Linked DNA regions of Anser cygnoides: region 2 is linked to region 1. The links are chromatin contacts, called in public Hi-C maps. All regions are on one chromosome and are shown on one strand. The core of a region is the stretch at or near the end of the contact, and the rest is flanking DNA. Distances in the headings are between cores, read along the strand shown. Region 1 overlaps GJD4 (gap junction protein delta 4). Region 2 holds the start of CCNY (cyclin Y).

What was found. A called contact is a pair of places that touch in the nucleus more often than the background predicts.
Region 2: a Hi-C map of granulosa cells shows a contact between it and region 1, with 4 times the contacts expected there. The contact joins the promoter of CCNY here to the enhancer-like site in region 1. A contact is called at or near these places in 2 of 7 Hi-C or Micro-C datasets (granulosa cells and liver).

What each region holds. Positions count from the first base shown.
Region 1 is chr2:14,513,788-14,520,498 of Taihu_goose_T2T_genome, forward strand. GJD4 (gap junction protein delta 4) reads right to left here. Exons shown (of 3, transcript XM_048076521.2): 3 at 3-5,521. The coding sequence ends at 4,338. Among named protein-coding and RNA genes, the nearest start is that of GJD4, 7.0 kb to the right of the region's middle. Within about 2 kb of position 1,939, at least 1 of the 3 cell types and tissues checked has open chromatin away from gene starts, as enhancers often do.
Region 2 is chr2:14,659,902-14,667,329 of Taihu_goose_T2T_genome, forward strand. It overlaps CCNY (cyclin Y), which reads right to left and starts at 5,526. Exons shown (of 10, transcript XM_048076573.2): 1 at 4,980-5,526. The coding sequence starts at 5,133.

The DNA.
Region 1 (6,711 bases), core at 689-3,188:
TCTTCAACATCCTGCAAGATATTTATTTAACATGAGAAGTGCTATCATACAGTCAAGGATACTAAGAGAACAGAATGGTTTTAGGTTTTTTATAATTCTCCAATGAAAATTTTATTTCCATGTGGAAACTATTTCATTACAGATTTCCTGACCTGTTCCAAGTCTTATTTCCTTTTTGTATAGTCCTTTGTTGGGTAATACAAGACATGATGAGCACCATACATAGCTTACATATAGTTCCATAAACCCATCACAGTGTGCAACTAATACCTGCCCTGCAGCTCTGGCAGCCCTGTCTGAATGCAAGATAAAGCTTCCTGAGGGCAGTGTTAGGAGTATTGTGTCATCAAGCAGAAATGCTTTTTTTTTTTCTGGAGTGGCTGGGTAAAGAAAAGATATAAAGAAATGCTGGCAAACTTAACAAGTAGCTTTCGCAACATTATTCTGAGTACAAAGAATGTTCTGGAAGGACTCACAAGATCAATTCACAAGTTAAAAAAAAATACATCTTTGCTTACACAGAATAAAATGTTGTTACTTCCTTGCTCCACATCTATTACATCTTTTACTCACTTTTTTAGGACATGCAGATATATTCATAGCACCTTAACATTCAGTGATACCGAATATAAGAAGAAATTAGGATGGATCCTCTTAGTTTCTTCTTTCAAACAGATCTTCTGTCCTGTTTCCTCCTCCCCATTGTGGATGCCCCTACCAGCAATGGTATCTAACTTGCTTGACCCAGGGAAGCTCAGAATAATACAAACATTTCCGCACATCTTCCCTTCATCTCCCATGCTAGTCAACCCAGCCTGTAAAACCACGTCTTTGTAATTTAATAAATATGACTTGGAAATAGTTATTAGGAGATTCAGAGACATTCCCTAAAGAGCAGGTTGTTGATGCCAGAAATGTCTATTCCCTCTCATATCATACAAATCGTGCTGGTTTAGTAGGCAGTTTTTACAAACGCGCTGTGTATTGCACTGACCCCGGATTATGAGTCGAAGGGTACGGGAGCAGCCAGGTCTGCAGCTGAGTGGCACAAACAAGGCCGCAGTCTCACGCAGAAACCACAAGCACAGTAAGGAAGAAGCTCACTCATTTCACTTTCCACTTCTGACACAAAGAGGATCTTCTTGATTGGAAATGAGACTCCTTAGTGATTAAAAGATGTCTAGCTAAAGACACAAATAAGCAAATTGTGTCCAGCCACAGCGCATTTATTATTTATCCCATCCTATTTATATTTCACATTGAGGGATGTACACGACAAACTGAACTCACATTTGTTCCTTGCATTCCTTCTCACAGCTGAGAAGAGGCAGTGAATCATAACAGGTTTCATTGTTGCAGTGTTTTGTCATGGTATGGGTAATCAGCACAGACCCCATTACAGAGGCTTTGGAGGATGAGGAATTTAAATATTTTATGGTTTTCTGCCTATGATAAATTTAATAATTAATGCTGCTCCTGTCCTGGAAATGACAAAACATACAGCAAGCACACACGATAAAAGAAACAAACACAGCTAATAAAGAGAAAAACATTACTTAGAAGGTAGCAATTAAAAACTTCTGTAGCATACCTAAGGATCCCAAACTACTTTACAAAAGTAAATTCTGCCTCCAGGCCCAAAGAGTACCTCTGCTTCCTGATTTCTGAGGGGAAGCAGAAGATGAGGGATAATTAAGTGCCAGTCTTTACCTCGTATATGTGAGAAATGATACCCAGACATTATGAGCCAGACTATCCCAAAGACGTCTGTACCCACAGGAGAGAAAAGGAAGAATGTGAAGGCTGTTTTCCCTTGATGTGCTGCAGCGAGGAGCCAGCTATTAAGCCATTACAGAAACTTGTTATACTGCAGAGCAAAGGCAAGGCTGGATCGGTGCCTGTTTTCCCTTTGCATGGGTCTAAATGGAGTGGGAGCTACTCCAGCTCCAGGCTGTGCCTACAACACCAGCTCGTGCCACCCCCTGAGCAGCCCTGTGTCACGGGCACTGCAAGCAGTACATTCCTCTGAGCGCACACTCCTCCACATCCACTCCCACTGATGATCTGCAGGTGTATGCAACCTTCAGCCCCCGCTGACGGGTAGGTATAAGAAAATTCAGCTCACACACTGCTCTGCTTCACTGCTGGACCACGCTTATGTAAATGCAGGAGAATTAACATTGAAGGCAAGCACAAAGCATGACAATAATAAAATCTGTGATTCGCTTCATTTAGACACGTCTTCAAGTGATTAGTGTCTGTCAAACAAAGGAGGTGAGTACTTCTGCATAGCTATGGCTGCTTTATCCTTCTCTTGGGTTAGAAATCATCTTCCCTAAGCCCAGGTCTGAGATATTCACATTGTGGTTGAAATAGGCACATCTAGAAAGCGACTCACCGTAACTGAAGAGGTGCCTTGAACAGGTCAGATGAATCATTCTCCCTACTGAAACAGGGAGCTTAGTGTGACTATTTCAGATTAATACATAACGCTTTGTAGACATGTCATCCGCACTCATGCATAGTGTAAGACGTACATGTAAGACGTAGCACATCTGCACTCACGCACAGTAAATAGTGCCAGGGCATGGGCACTAGAGCTTGGTCCCCTGCGCCACCAAGCTGTTAGAGCACCCCCTGAAACCCTGCTGGCCCACACCTTCTCATCATCTCCTGGGCAATTCTTCAGCTTATCACCAATCCCGACAGCGAGCGTGGGTGCAGCCACCCTGTTTTGCAGGCTAATGGAGCTGAGTAACACAGACATGGTCAGACTGTGCCAGTTGACCTCTGGGCTAGAGAAAGGTACTGTCACTGTACTGCTAACTGTGGTGGTTTTACCCAGCCTGGAAGCTGAGCCCCACCACAATCGCTCTCTCACTCCCCCTCCTCAAAGGGAAAGGGGCAGAAAATATGATGAAATGGGCTTAAGGGTTGACATAAGAACAGGGAGATCCCTCGACAATCATTGACACAGGCAAAACAGACTCAGCATAAGGAGATCAGTGAAATTTATCACCTATTACTAACAAGTTAGAGTTGTGAGAAACTAAAAATAAATAAATAAAACACCTTCCCCCCATACACCCTCTTTTTCCTCCTCCTCCTGAGCAGCGCAGGGGAACGGGGCATGGTGCCTGTGGTCAGTCCCTGATGCTTCGTCTCTGCCGCTCCTTCACAGTTGCTCTCTGCCCCTGCTCCACGTGGGATTCCTCCCACAGGATGCCGTCCTTCCCGAACTGCTCCTGCATGGGCTCCTCTCCACGGGCTGCAGCTCCGGCCCGGGGCCTGCTCCTGCGGGGGCTCTCCATGGGCCGCAGCCTCCTCCAGGCCACATCCACCTGCTCCACCGGGGGCTCCTCCACGGGCTGCAGCGTGGAGATCTGCTCCGTGTGGGACCCATGGGCTGCAGGGGGACAGCCTGCTCCACCAGGGGCCTCTCCACAGGCCGCAGGGGAACTTGTGCTGTGTGCCTGGAGCACCTCCTGCCCTCCTGCTGCACTCACCTTGGGGGCTGCAGGGCTGCTTCTCACTCCTCACAATCCCAGCTGCTGTTGTGCAGTAGCTTTTTCCCTTTCTTAAATCTGCTCTCACAGAGACTCAAACATCACTGCTTATTGGCTTGGCTGTGGCCAGGGTCGGGTCCCTTTGGAGCCAGCTGAAACTGGCCCTTATCTAACATGGGCAGCTGCTGGACTCTTCTCACAGAGGCCCCCTCCTGCAGGCCCCCCCCTACCAAAACCTTGCCACGTAAACCCAATACACTAAGTAGTGGAGGTGTACTCTTCAGTCCCAAAAGATCCATAAGATCCACACTTTCTTTACACATTAACACTTTGCTACAAAACATTTATTTATATTTTTCACCATCTACCCTTGCCTGAATGTCCTTTCTTAGAGTGGGCTTAGAGAGTTTTAATATGAGGAGATAAATTAACCTTCTGACAGTAGATAATGTACAACTGTGTTTAAAAGTCACACCTTCCTTAAGTTCAATCTTTTGCAATAAAACTAGGTTAGAGCAAACAAGTATGCAGATGTACTCCTGGCAAAACAGGTGAGTCACATCAGTGACAGTCCACAGCTTTTTAGAGTCACTTACACCCAGAAAAGGATAAATATGTTACATTTTCCAAAAAGCAGTTCCATTAATGTAATATCCTTCAAATTCTTATCCACCATTTTGCCTCTTTTCCTTCAGTTAGCCAAACACAGCAAAGCAGCATGTCTCTGCAACATAACTTCAGCAAAGGGATCCAGCTGAAACTACCCAAAAATTCCTTAGGGTCACAGTGATGTGTCCTGCCAGGCTCATTGTGTAGTGGTCTCTCAGAATTTTATACCCATTCTGACTTTTTTGATCTCAAGCAACTAGAACTACTATAATTTGATTGTGCATCAGGATTCTTTAGCTCAGCTGAAGTGTAGTATCCTAAAAGCTTGCTCTGAACTACAGAGGAGGAAACTCCAAGGTGAGACTTGATCTGAGGTCTCAAAGTCAGGGCAGTATCTTTAATGAAACCTTGCTGGAGCCCTGGTATCACCTGCTGGCATGTAGTTCCTTCTTGGTCACCAGCACCCAATGGTTCTTCAATATTATCTTGCTTAACATCAAGATCTCCTGACATACAGGGCTTGTTGCTGTTAAGGTTAGTGCTGGCAGTTTGCTGAGAGACCCCTTCAGGATGAATAATAGTCTCCTTTTCCTCTTCAGAGAGAAGTGAGCAGGAGCCATCACTGGTCTGGCTGCCATTTGATGCTGGACAATCTTGATTTGGAGGTGGGGATTTTGGGCTGCCATGCTGTCCTAGGGAAAGATTTACAGTGCCCTCACCCTCTGCATGGAGGTTTGCCAGCAGATCATTCTTTTCGTTTCTTGCTGTCATTCTCCGGAGGGCACAGACAAGGTCAGCAAGGCTGAGCAGAAAGGACAGACTGGTGACACCCCAGATGAAAACCATCATGATGGACTTCTCAGTGGGCCGGGAGATATAACAATCAACTGTACTTGTACAAGGTGAATGGTAGCAGGAAAAGCGCTCAGGAACAAAGAATCCAAAAAGGTAATATTGAGCAGCTGCAAAGGCAGCCTCAATTAGTGTCCTAAAAAAGAGATGAACAGTGTATGCCCCAGAAAAACTGAGGACACTTAGGTTCTCTGCATCACAGTCTAATCTATTGACTAGAGCACTTCTACAAAGTTTCTTCAGGTCTTTGTGACTGGATGAATCCTTATTGCCTCTGCATCTGTACACCAAACAGTGCATTCTTACAATGTACGTAGCTACCTTGTGCAAAACATAAATGCTGAATGCAGCATAAGGTAGCAGGATAGACACAGTCTGAATGAGCCAGAACCTGAAGTGAGATATGGGAGCAAACAAGTCATAGCAAACGTTGGAGCATCCTGGTTGCAGGGTGTTGCAGATGAAGCGCTCCTGCTCATCTTGGTAGAGTGGATAGCCTGCTAACACAACCACTGCCATTCGCAGCAGAATTATCAACATTAGCCAGATCTTTCCTAGAAGAGAACCAAAGAAGGAGTCAGAGCACTGAGAGAGGAGAAAAGGCAGAGAATGTAGTGAGGCTCTCTCTGTATACAAAGCATTTGAAGAAATACCTCTGTAATCAGTTTCCTCTTGAAAAAGCACCTCCTTGGCTTTGTTTTGACTAGGACTGAAACTTGTGTGAATATGTGTTAGCTAGCATATTCCATAACTTTCACCTAGACTTGAGAGTGTAGGAGTTTGACATGCAATAAAACAAACCAAGTGAAACCTCAGACTAATGAAAACACTCTGAACTTATACAAATCCATTAGAAAAAAGAAAATGAGTGAATAATTCCATTTCTCTTACAGTTCTTACTTACCGTTGGTTTCATATTCCTGCACCTGGATTTTGTCCTATTTCAATATAGATGAGCTAACACAGCATGAAACTCTTCAAAATACAAAAGATTGTTTCATGAAGTAGCATTTTTTCTTTGTCTTGGCTGCAAAACTATATATATAGTTTACTACTGCCGACAAAATCTCTCTGCTGTGTCTAGACTGATACTTACTCATGAGCTAGTTAAGGTGCTACTAGAAAACTTATTTAAAATGTACTATGAATGTAAATTTGTGTGTGCACATGTACCCCAGTCATTTCTCTCTAATACTTCTTCAGTTGCCTCATTTTCATCCTATCTCTCCTTCTTCCGTGACCTTGGCATGCTGCCTCTCTCCCTTCAGCTCCCTCCTGTCTTACCACCAACACCGAGTGAAGCCTTACAGGTCTGGCATTTCCATATGCTGATTACTTTTATTTGTCTTTTCCTCAGTTCCTTCATACGGTTGTATTAGGTAAGGCTTGGTCTCATCCACTTCAGTGGGAAACATCAAGATTTAACCTTATTCCATCACACCAACAGCAGTGAAATATCAGGCATTCCTACCCTGCATATCATATCTTTTGAATGAGACTTCATTGTTCATGACAGTTTCATGGAGGATATTTGCATGGGGAAGGTTTTAGATAAAAGTTTTTTCGTAAAGTTATACAAATTGCTATATTACTGACAAAGCTATTTAGTAAAAAGATTTTTTTTTCTGGGCAGGATAGAAAAGTCTGAAAATAAACTGTAATATTGCCAAAAACTAAAAATATATTTTGTACAAGCACATGGAAAAATTTAACATCTGAAGTAAAATTTAGTGTTTGAATTTCT
Region 2 (7,428 bases), core at 4,276-6,775, 150 kb after region 1:
AGTCAGATCTGGAGCAAGGCCTGAAGATGCAGCACGCCCTCTGAGCCTGAAAGAACTTCATGAAGCACACAAGATCAGGTAAAACAGCTATAACCACAAAGCGGAGAGGTTTGCTCTGTTTTTTAATCCATTATTTCTACTGCACGTAAAATCTAAGGAAGAAACCTACCAGAAAACACGGTAGTCCTTCACATTTTCAGAGACCTATAATTTTAAATCATGTCATTCCACTTCAAGTACCAATTTACTCAGCCAAGACTGTTGATCTCGTGTAACTCACTTTCAAAGGAAGTCTTCATCAGATGGCAGTGCACTAATAAAATTAGTTAGCAGTAAGTTCAAATACGATTAGCCTTAGCATGCGTGCATCTGAAACCTTCTACTGCTAAATATCAAAATACTCACTTCATAAGAGGTGTAAATTAACTGATTTGATGTGAATGATGTAAAAGTGAGGTTTTAGAAGGGTTTGTACAACATGATGGTGCCTCTGAGGAGCAGGGAACACGCCAGCAAACAGATGAGGCTGACAGTGAAGTACAAAAGAAAGCTGTGAGGTATGCATCACATGCAGTGTGCAGTATAGGAAGAAGCTTGGTGAGGTAGGACCACATCAGGTTCTTTTTAATTTTTTTGAACGTACAAGGTTGCTGTGCTACTCCAATGCATGACCTCTGACAAATGCTTAGGAGCACAATGCAAACGACAGCATTGAAAAGCATACGGACACCACTGTGCAAGCATTCTGGCCAAAGGAGAAAGAACATTATTGAAAGAGACTCTCATGTAAACCACACTATTTGTTCTGGGAAAAAAAAAAAAAAAAGGGCTATCCTGTTATGATCCAGATGTTAGCAGGGAACGTCCGTGTAAAACACAGATTATTATATCCTTAATTTGCTTCAGAAGTGCATGTATCTTCACTGCTGTGAATGTAAGTCATTTCCTTCAAAACATGCAACCCATCATTCCCTAGCTCTTGAAGACAGAGATATACAAATACTAACAAATCTCAATTCAGGGATTCCCACATGCTATTGTCAAGAGGGTGGGGAAAAATAAATAAAAGAACAAAAAAGGGCTTAAAAAAAACCAGTCCAGTCTTAGGAGTCTGTGCATTATAGAGCAAAAAAATTAACATGACTGGCACATGATGAAAAGGGCTGAAGAGGTTTATCTGTGATGCCCAGTTGCAGAGGATGACATTATCTGAGCTAGCAATGAAAAACGACCTAGTGACATTAACAGGAGTTTACACAGAGGAAAAAAAATATCATAGGTTGGTTTCTGGGGGGGAGAAGGAAGGAAGAGACGGGGGAGGGTGTAATCATTAAGGACAATCTTCCCTTCCAATGGCCTAGGAACTCTCCATCTAGTCTCCTTTTGCCCAATTTAACCATATATGAGGTAGAGCAGCTTCGCTTCGTGCCATCTTACCTGCGGTAAGATATCCCGTGTCCCCTCCCTACAGCCCCCTACTTGAGAAGCTTACTATGGAAATCATGCCCCCAGCAGGGAAATCACGCCTGAGAGCCCTCTTTTCCAGCTCAGCTTTTGCACGAGACAGGGCAGCAGCGGGTCTGGCAGGGCGAGCTGCTGGGGTACAGAACCAAGCGCAGCCTGCACCGCAGCCCTCCAGCTAGCCGGGATTTAAACACACAGCCGAGCCGCTTCCATGGCTTGCACATACAGACGTTTACACACAAATAGGATACAGAACCTGAAATGTCAAGGCTTCTACTGCTTCTGCTTACTGCTGTCATCAACACTTGTAAAGCAACGTCCTGTTGGCTAAAGGACTGAGCTAGGAATCTGCAAGGCTTGAAGCTACTGCCAGAATTTTCTTGAAGTAGATTTTTAAATGTGAAGCACTGGAAAATGTCGAAGCTCCCCCTCAGCAATAATCATCAAACAGAGCAGGTAGCCAAGGAAGGGTAACCTCTGAACTGTACGTTACCATCATCTTCTTGCTCTGTCTCCAAAAAGAAAAGTCAAAATCTGCTGGGTGGTCTTCACTATCATGAGCCTGTACAAAAAAAAGGCATCCTGGGGACTACACATAATTGAGAGAGTCAACTGTGCACGTGTGGAGTCTTAAAGAAGTCAGTTACCTTTAAGAAAAGTTTTTAGGACCAAAAAAAAAAAAAAAAAAAACACCCTAAAAGAGAGATAAATCCACCATTAGTATTCTCCGACATGTCATTTGATAAATTCCTCCCATTCTATCTTCTTTCAAAATTCCCTTCTCTTTCAGATATCACTTCATAAACAGTTGCGAAGCATTACAGAAATGGAGATTTTCTGACAAGGTACCACCGCCACAGAGATAGTATCTTGCTATAAAACCCAGTCCTAAGGAAACAGAACTCCTCCAACCATTCTTTGAAAAGCTGCTACTGGATTGGGTTGCATCATATGAGACGATTTAAAGGCATGATCTTGAAGGCAGATTTGACAAATGTTTCTTTACAAGGCATTTAACACTGGCAAACTTCAAACAGTTCCACTTCCACCAGTACTAACGGTTCCACTTAAATCATTGTTGGAGCTGGGTCACTCCTCCCTCTTCTTCCCCTCTCCCTCTGATACTGCCAGGAACAGGGTCCGCAACAAGGAAAACCACACATCTCTTAAAAACTTAGAAACGGCCCACAAGTGATTTAAAGGCTTTAAAAGTTCCTGTTCTATTCATGCAGCTTTACCCACTCAAAAAAAAAAAAAAAGAGTGTCACGACTTTCGCTGAACATGAGCATGAAGGGAACTTCCACGTGAACCAAGTTAACTCAGCCGCTGCATGTCACGACCGCTCAGCTCCTGGAAGCAGCGCTCGCAGAGCCGGGGCTCGCCAGAGACGTGAATTTGCACTTCTTGTGCCTGGCAGCCTCTGGCACTGGCACTGGGCTGGATGGAAGGGTTCTCATTTGAAGAGCAGCAAGAAAACTAAATATGAAGTAAAAGTGTCAGAAACGTTTTCGTTCAGTGCATCAGTCGCTATCATCACTTGCTTAAAAAAAAAGTACATTTGGCAAACGCTAGCAATTCGAGAAACTCCTGGAAATAGTTCACGATCTGTGGTAATATCAAGGAATCAGCACCCAGCATTTTCTCTGCACGACACAGATAAGCAGGCTATTGTTCTTCCCTTGTTCAAATATCTTCATGCAATTGTAAAATGATAAAAAAAAATATTATAGCTCCCTATTAAGCAGTTTTTTTTCACCCCTGTGACTCGTCTGTAAACATGCGTGTGCCGTATAACTTCAAGCAACTTGACCACAAAAACGTAACAGGTAGTCTAACAAGAAATAAAATTTCAGAATCACAGTATCACCTTCCTACCCTTAGCAATCAGCCTGCCACCTCTGCCTAAAAGACCTGCAGCGAGCATGACTCCAGGGTAGCAGCTCTGCAACAAAGCACGCTCCAAAGAGCTGTTTTACCCAGCTATCATCTCCAGTTGTTTCATGTCTACGGACATTTACTGACCACCAGTCTCCTCAGTGACATCTTATTTTGTGGCCCCTACCCATAAAGGGCAGCAAGATTAGAGCAAGGCACAAAAACAAAACTCGTAATTGTTTGGTCTTTTCAAGAATCAGACAGCTTGCCCATTTGAAAACACGGCATTTCACCAACAGCAGCCTTAGACAAATAGCAAAAACACACACAAAAAAACAAACAACAACAAAAAAACATTTAAAAATTATTAATACAAATGTAACTTGTTAGAACACTAAAAATCCAACCCCAGGATTGAAACATACCACGGTTTAAAGGGAGACAAAGCAGACATGTGCCTTGATCCAACAAACAAACCAACCAACACAGATTGTTTCTTGATATAATTACCAAGATACAGAAAGTTATCTGCATTATATGCTCATTTTAGCAAGCACACATGCCTTACTATTTTCACCTATACCCTTCTTCCATCCATGGGAAACAACCAACAAAAAAAAAAGCTTCAAGAACAAGGCACAAAGCCCACACTCATCCACTCATCTGACCAAAAACTTTACTGCAGGATCTGTTGCTGTAGATATAGATGCACACTGCTACGCTGGACAACGCTGCTGCTGGAAGAATTAATCATTCATAGATCAACAATTGGTTCTTTCATTTCCCTGACTGTCTCAGACCAGACCATTATGTATTTTTTTCCACCTACTGATCCTATTACACTCCGATTTTTCAGCTGCGTGCAGCGAAGACATCTGAAAAACATTCATATTTCCAGGATTAAATTCCAGAATTCAGAGAAATGGCCTTAACCAGAGAGGGAATCCATCTGCTACCAGGCACTTCGTAACTTCACCGGTGCCAAGAACTGACCTAACACAAAACCGTAATAAAATCACCACCACGTAAGCTACGAAAAAATAAAAAACAAAACCCTGGAAGGCAAAGTGAGGCGCGCCACAGTCACTCCTCCTGGCTCCCTACCAAAAGCACTGCATGTGAACTGCTCCGGGACGCCGCTGACCTTCCCCCAGGTGAAGCTGTGGGGACGAACGGTGCGGGCACCCAGAGCCCGAGCGGCCTGTGCGGGTTAACCCGCGCCTGCGAGTTCGGCTGGGCTCTGCGGGGGGCCGGGGCTCCTCAGGGCACGGCTGAGGGGAAAGGGGGCGAAGCGACGCGCGGGCGAGCCCAGCAGCCGCGCCTCATCGCGACAGCACCGCGGGCAGGAAGAGTCACGGCGGCAGCGCGGAGGTCACTTCTTGCCTTCGCTGCTGCCTCACCGGCTCTGCCCCGCGGCTTCTGCCCGCGGCCGGCGATATGCGCGACAGGCCCGTCCCAGCGCGGCCCAGCCCAGGCGACCCCCAGCACCCCCGCCGAGGTGCCGCAGGGCTCGGGCAGCGCACCCCGGCACCACACGGCCGGGGCTGGGACGCGGGGACACCGCGGGGGCTCCGCGCCCGGGCAGGGCGAGGGGAAGGGACCGGAGCCCCCCGGGGTTTCGCCGCCCGGCCGCCCTCACCGTCGATGTTCTCCCGGTCGCTGATGTGCTGCAGGTTGCAGCCCGTGTCCTCCCGGCTCAGGTCGGCCTCGGGGCGGTAGGACTCCAGCCGGGAGTGGGCATTCCTGCGCAGCTTGGGGCTGGAGGAGACGCAGCAGGAGGTGGTGTTCCCCATCTTCTCTGCTCCAGCCGACCCCGGCCGGGGAGGAGGCGAGGGGCGGCCGGTCAGCGGGGGCGGCGGGCGGCCATGGGCGAGGAGGAGGAGGACGAGGAGGAGGAGGAGGAGGATGGGGAGAGGCGGCGGCTGCGGCGCCCTGCGGCTGCACTCGCCGGCGGATCCCGCCGCTGGGTCATCCGAGGCGGCAGCCCCGCGGCGAGGGCTGCGGCAGCTGAGGGCGAGCTAAGCGCTGCTGCGCGGCCGGGCGGCGCAGGGCCGGCCGAGGCACAGCCCCATCGCCGGGCGGCGGGGCCGCCGCGCTCCTCCTCCGCCCCCGCGGGCCCCCCTCACCCCCTCGGCACCGCGGCAGCCGCAGCGGCAGCACCGGCAGCAGCAGCAGCAGCCGCCCCGGGCGGCCTCCGCCAAGCGGTTCCGGTTCAAGCGGGCGGTGACGCCTCCTGCCAGGCGGGCTGCCGGGCCGGCGGCCGTGCCCGGCTCGGCGGGGGCTGAGGGGCGGCCCCCGGCCGTGCCGCCTGCCCGCTGCCAGGCGGTGCCGAGCCCCGTGTGCGTTTACGTGACGGGAAGACGAAGCACGGCGGTGGCCGAAGGGAGCGGCGGGGCGGAGGGGGCGGCTCCCGCCCGGCGTTGCACGCCCTGGGGGCTGCAGCCCCCCGTCAGCCCCGCTGTCCCCCCGCAGGCGCTGCCCCGCCGGGGTCCCCTCACACCAACGGCTCCGTGTCCCCCAGCAGCGGGGTGTGTCCTCGGTTCCTTCAGGAATTCAGAGCATCACAGAATCATAAAGGTTGAAAAGGTTGGAAAAGGCCTCGAAGATCATCTGGTCCAACCGTCTCCATTCTGCGAGGGCTTGGTTTTCATAGAATCACAGAACCATTCAGGTTGGAAAAGGCCTCCAAGATCATCTGGTCCAACCATCCCCCTACCACCAGTATCACCCACTAAACCATGTCCCTAAGCACCACGTCCAACCTTTCCTTGAACACCCCCAGGGACGGTGACTCCACCACCTCCCTGGGCAACCCGTCCCAATGCCTGACTGCTCTTTCTGAGAAGAAATGTCTCCTCATTTCCAACCTAAATCTCCCCTGGCACAACTTGAGGCCATTCCCTCTAGTCCTACCACTAGTTACCTGTGAGAAGAGGCCAACCCCCAGCTCCCCACTCCACTGGTGGTCACAGATGAGTGGTCAGAGGGGATGGAGAGCATGCAACCGACTGGTGATGTGCCCCTACCATGTATTCAGAGCTTTCCCAGTCAAAATCCCTTTCTCCAGTATCAGTGTAATCCTAACGATGGAGACTCGGGATGTTTCTCATTAGTTTTGTTTTCTAATCTTTATAATCTAAGCAAATCTCATGACTACTGGAGGTCTGAGTCACGTTAGTCAAATGGTTACACTGATAATTCGATTACAGAAAGACACAACTGTGTCTTTATAAATAATGCCCCAAGTTGGATAATTACATGAAAGACTTTAAGTTTTCATACTAAATTTTTTTCAGACCCTACATTGCAAAGAAAAAATCATTTTTATTTTTCAACAAGCTTCAATGTTTATTTGATACAAATGTACTCTGGTGGGGTACAAAACAATAAAGAAAAATAACATTTTAAAAAACACGTTGAGGATGGGTTTCTGTAAATAATGTTGTGATACCCCAAAGCGGCGATGTACGTTTGTTACATTGTCCTTTTGTGTTTGAGTAATGCAAGATGAAAAATACGTTTAGTATCTTTTGTGTGTTAGTGTCTTCTGTATTCTGTAGTCTGTGTCCAAACGAAAGGAAATTAAGCACTTGCTGGTGCTCTAGCTTAGAAATATTGTCCCGTAGTAGGATGTAATGTTAATTAGCCCTTTCCACCACCACCACGTAGGTCGCTGCAACCATCAGGCGTACCCAGCTCCTCAGCTGGAGGGCTGGAGCTGCTCCCGAGCCTGCTGCCAGCCCACTCTTCTGCTCGGACCAGGACATGGCATAAACCATGCTCACCTCGCCAGAGCCGATTAAGTCACAGATGGTCAGAAGCAGTCATCAGAAAAAAATCAAACACAACTTTGCAAGAATCAAATCTATCCTAGGATACATAAAATAGAAAAATAAAACATTAGTGAAATGTCTAGCTTAGCACACCTCACAGGAGGAGTTCGACAGGGCTAGAAAGGCTTCTGTGGAAGAAGTACTTGTTTGCCTGCCTGCCATGGCTCCCTGCCCTGCCCCGTTAAATCCTACCATCCTGTAGGAATCCAGACACTTTCCCATTTACAGCCGTTTTGACCTGTAGTCTCCCACCAT